Linked DNA regions of Mus musculus: region 1 is linked to region 2. The links are chromatin contacts, called in public Hi-C maps. All regions are on one chromosome and are shown on one strand. The core of a region is the stretch at or near the end of the contact, and the rest is flanking DNA. Distances in the headings are between cores, read along the strand shown.

Region 1 (2,725 bases), core at 219-2,718, 110 kb before region 2:
GTCACGCTGCGGGCTATATAAGCAGCGCCATTTTCCCAGTTTGGGGTCTTCCCTCCTGATAAGTAAGCAATAAAAGCTTTGCCGCAGAAGATTCCGGTTGTCCTGAGTGTGTTCTTGCTGGCGAGGACAAAAGCTCGGGATACAACTTAATACAAAACCAAAGTAAATCTGACATAGAAGTGCTGTGGGTAGCAGATCCTTGGGATACGAAGGCCTGGGACAGTCACAGAAGCGGCTCAGGAAAACAGTTCGCTAGACTGCAATTCTAGAGGAGGTGCCTGTGAGACACATGATCACTTGAAAACAAAAATCAATCAAAAACCTAGTGGTCGGGAGCAAAGGAGTAGGTTTAGGTCTGCTCTGTTCAGCGTCCTGGGGAAGTGAGGCAGAGCCTGCTAATCATTTGGGCTTTGCTCCTTGGTGTACTACTACTGGGCTCTGTGTTACAGGGGTGAGCCCTACTTGCCTGATCCCAGGCCCTGGTATGTAAAAGAGAGGAGTGATGCCTTCTGGTGACAAGGACAGGCAGATGTAAGGTATCTTTTGTATAGCAAAGGCTACTCATGGTCGAGCCACTGTTATTTAGAAGATTTAGCTGGCCCTGGGAGATGGAAGATTCTACAAGCCAGCAATAAAGGTTAGCTATCCTGAACCTTCAGCACTGATCATGAAGGCAATCTTAACTGGAGAGGACACCATTTGCAAATTAATGTGCTTTGGCAAGGATGGCCACACAGTGACTGTAACTATTATTGAGGTTATGGTAAAAATTCATTAATGATGCTCAACGTAAGTTATACAATTTGTCAGGAAAGTCTCCTTATGATGTTCTAGTATTACCTCAACTAGGTTATTTGTTGGATGCATTCATGGACTGTTGGAAGTTGCCCACCTCAGAGAATCAGTTCAGAACTCAAGAACCCCAAATTATGGAATAGGCCCACTTGTTGAGGAAAGACCCAAATTATGGAATAGGCCCACTTGTTGAGGAAAGACCCATATGTCAGCACCCTTCCCTTGCTAGTGTGACCAAGTAACTAAAACTAAGCATGCCCATTCTTCCCTTTGCTTTATATTTCAGAGATTTCCAGAGCAAAAGAAAAGTATTCTTGCCACAACATTTGTTTACTGTAATTCTCTGAAGGCCATTATCATCCTGGACAAAGCTCTTTAGAATGCATAAAATACAATGAGATGCTTCTCCATGAAGCAGTTTGGCAAAGTTGTTTGGATATGGAAAATGAGTTTGCCAGGGGCACAAAAATATAAATTATGGAGAAAAAAAAAAAAAGGAAAAGAGAAGAAAGAAAGAACAGCAAAGCATCCCTCCCACAGTGAAAACCCTCTCAAGAGCATCCTGCTGGTGCTGAACAGTTCCCACATTAAATGACTAATGAATTTGGGTTCGCCCCTGCATTGGCACAGCTGGGGGAAGTGGTGCTATCTACAAAGCTTTGAGGCAGAGGGTGAGGAGGTGGCAGTGTTGCACTTCAACTGAGCAGCCTAAACTCGGCAGTCTGCTGAGTGAGTACGAGCTGTACAGCCCAGCTAATGAACACCTCATACCCTCCTCAATAACAACCCCCAGCCTCCTGGGGCTCCCTCCCTGCTACACAGCCCTCACCCTTTCCAAATGTCTGCTCCCTTTTTGCAAGTCCCTGTCCTGCCCTGGCCAAGTCCCTGGATATTTCTTGTTTTTCTTTTATGGCACTCTATTGTCCAACAGTTTCCTTTTTACCCACTCTTCCAAACTCCTCCATTTTCCATCAGATGTTGTCTTTCTTTAAAAGAAAAAAAAAAAAAAAAAAGAAAGCCTGGCTACCTTTCTTCGCTGTGCTTTGTGTGTGCATCTTAACTCCCAATACAAAAATATCCCCAATGTCCTTCTCTGACCTCTACTGCCATCATTAGCCCTTTTTGATCAAAGGATTAGCAGTTTTCATCTTGCAACTTCTAATATAGCACAATTTGTGACATGACACAGGTGATTATTGTAGAATAAACATTGTGGAAAGAATACAAAAATGAATAGAGAAAAAACAAATAGGGAGTAAACCCAGTTTCATATATTTTCATGTTGATGTGTGACTTAGTACACAAAAACAAAACCAATATGCACATTGAATATTAAATGTGTATGAACTTTGGGCCTTCAGAATAATGCCAGTGAAAACAGGTCAATGCTGACTAAAATATTAACAATCTATTGTATGCAGAACAACTTCTTGCATGGTAATTCTGTATTAATTAAAATGTCACAAAATCTCATTTGCATTCAGTTATTATCACATGATTTATAAAGAATGTGCTGCTGTGCATTTTGTTTTTTCAAAAATACAAATTCAGAATGGTAAACTTCAAGTCAGCTGGAAATATTGATCACAGTGAGATTAGTCCACAGGCGTCACAGAGAAGCTCGATGTAGGGAATGAAAATTCAAGATCACTTAGAAAGTGGTGCCCTGGCAAATGTTAGGGGAGAGTAGGGGAAGAGAAAAAGTTAGGCTCCAAAGAAAAGTATAGAGATAAGTACAGAAATGGAAGCCTGTGGAGCCCCAGAACAAAGAAGGCTACAACTTCTGTGGGTAGGATGCACTTTCATTCTACTACTGGATATGCTAAAGGTTGAGTTTAGAAGAAAATTGTCATTTGCATCTAGCATGAGTAATTAACAAAGACCTATATGATGACTGATATATGCCAGGCTGTCTGGGCCATGGCACCCA
Region 2 (2,700 bases), core at 21-2,520:
GGTATTATTGTGTATTATTTTGATGTGTGAACACATGTCACAATATCTAAATCAGGTTAAACTTTAAATATTGCTTTAAATATTTGTGATTTTTATGGTAAAACCTACAAAACCTCTTCAGATTTTTGAAATGTCTAATCTATCCATTTCCACCTACAGTCACCCTCTGTGCAGCAGAAGACCAGGGTCTGTTACCCTGACTGCAACTTGCTGACAGTTGGCTAGCTTTCCCCGTCCCTCCTGACCTTCCACTAAGATTCAGGAGAATGGCCATGTTTTGCCAAAGACTGAATTTCACTGTTCATTTTGTAAATGAACTTCACTTATAGCCCAAAGCACACTTTTTCTCTCTGGATACAATTTGACAATTAAAGTTTCAATATCAAATATTCATTTTCTAGGAAACAGTGGTTTTAAATATATGTAGATACTGTCAGCCACTCAGTTCTTGGTATAGGTAGTTGATGCAAAATTAAAAGGCATACTAGGGTGGGAAGGACTCAGGTTTTAATTTTCAAAGGTGTCATCTACATCAAAAAAAAAAAAACTTGCATCCATCCTTCCACAGGGAAGAGCTTTGATCAATTTAGAAAGTTATACAAATTCCAGGGAACTCTAGAGAACTGCAGTCTTCCAAATTAAATTGAACACAGAAGTCGATGTGAAAAAAATGTGCTTTAAATCTTTGTTAAATGAATCGTAGGTGTTGTTGTTACCATCAGAAATTCTTACAGAGTTTGGGAAAAATGCCAAAGTTTCAAAAACTCTAAAAGACAAAAATTTAGCTGGGCCTTTAAAAATATCACCCCAGGCTGCAGATTTCTCTGCAGCGGAGCGAACGTCTTTTTCTTTAATTCGGGCTGAATGAAATCCCGCTGACCCACTTTTAGATTCACCAGAAAGAAGGTAGCTGCATTGCCGCTGTCCTTTTCTCTTTAATTTTTTATATTACTAATCGGTTGCTACGGCACCAACTGCCCCCAGCTCAGACTGAGTGGTTTACGGCTACAATATATACTTATTATCGCACAATCCCTACTACAGGTCAGGAAGACTAGGCAGCATGACTGGGCGGGGTGTCACTCAAGGTGTGTACTGAGGATGGATCCAGGGTCCTGCGGAGCTGGGGCACTTAGAGGTTGCTCATGAGCGTGCCCACCTGACACGGTCTGCGTTCTTTATAACATTCGAACCTCTATATGAGGCTACAATGTCCTTACAGTGGGGCAGCTGGCTTTCTTCAGAGGCAGTGAGCCATGACAAAACAAGGCAATGCCACAGTGTTTTACGTGACTCAGCCTTGGCAGTCACCTCATTTCCAATCAGTTACAGAGAGGAATACAATTCAGCGTGTGAGGGAGCCATATAAGAGCGGCGGGTGGTGGGGTGGGGGTGCAACAAGATGCACAAACCACTGCTAAAGCTGTCAGGCTAGTGCTGCATACTACACTGGAAGATTCTAAATACCCACATATATTCTTCCCTGACTGCTAGAACAAAGCACTAAAATGGGGCAGGGGAGGCTTAGCGCTTAGACAACAGGACCCGGACCTTACCCCCACCCCACGAGGATTTCATGGTTCTGAACTCTACAAATTCAAGATGAAGCGCTGGCAATGTTAGTTTCTTCTGCAGCCTCTCTTTTGCTTGCTGTGTTTCTTTTCTTCCTGCCTTCACCAGGTCGTTCTTGTATTCCTGTCCGAGTCTTAACCTCCTCCCGATGAGAAAACCTGACACACTAGGGCTTCTCTTAATGTCATTTTAGCTTTGTTCTTGTAAGACTTCATCTCCTATATAGACACATTCCAGGATGCTAAAAGCAATGTGTTCAATGTGTGAGTTTTAAGGACGCACACTTCAAGGCATAGCAGTCTACTTTCCCTCACAGTACGCGTCTTCCATCCTGAGATCTGTAAAACCAAATATTCAGGCTCCTATTTAGATACCCCACATTTTTCCATAAATACTCATCTAATTGGCCATAATAGTGCATAGTTGTAATCCTGGCACTTGGGAAGTGGAGGCAGAAAGACTGGTCCAAGGCTAGCCTTGGCTACAAAAGGATTTTGAAGCCAGCCTGAGCTACATGAGACCTTGCCCCCACCCAAAAAAATCAAACTAACTAAAATAAAACAAACAAACCCTAATAGTAAATAAGCAACTGCCTCAAAGCTATCTATATATAGCTATAGATAGATAGATAGATAGATAGATAGATAGATAGATAGATAGATAGATAGATAGATGATAGCAAGCATAAGGTTTCAGCACAAACTATGTTTTTCTGTATGTGATCTTGCCCCTTGTGTGAAGCCCAATGTAATTCCACGCTGCCTGATCCCCACTCCACTCCAGCCTACATCTTTGTCCTTAATGTCACAGTCTGGTCATCATGCAAGACCCTGGCCCTGGCCCTTTTCTTTGTAGATAGTTTGAGGTACTACTGCAAGATGACTCTGACTCTCTTAAAAATCACCTCGCATCAAAGACCTTCCTGTCCATCATTCTATCAGGACCTCCCCCCTCTGCCCACTTCTTCTTTGTACCGTCCCTGTGGTTTGTCATGGTACAGTCTAAGCTAGTGCTTGAGTCCTAAATTATATTATGAGACCCATTACTTGTTTTTTGCAGCACATACCATAATGTCACAGTGTATCTATATGTGATATGAGCTCACACAGCCGATAGATGGAACAGAGA

The links. Hi-C and Micro-C count contacts between places; a contact is called where the count stands out from the background.
Region 1: a contact with region 2 is called in a Hi-C map of cerebral cortex, with 2.4 times the contacts expected there. A contact is called at or near these places in 1 of 39 promoter capture datasets (hippocampal neurons) and 6 of 484 Hi-C or Micro-C datasets (the G1E-ER4 cell line, brain, cerebral cortex and 2 more).

The regions. Positions count from the first base shown.
Region 1 is chr19:22,462,449-22,465,173 of GRCm38.p6, reverse strand. All of the region lies in intron 1 of Trpm3 (transient receptor potential cation channel, subfamily M, member 3), which reads right to left. Among named protein-coding and RNA genes, the nearest start is that of Gm33649, 12 kb to the left of the region's middle.
Region 2 is chr19:22,352,786-22,355,485 of GRCm38.p6, reverse strand. It overlaps a transcript of Trpm3 not described here. Among named protein-coding and RNA genes, the nearest start is that of Trpm3, 94 kb to the left of the region's middle.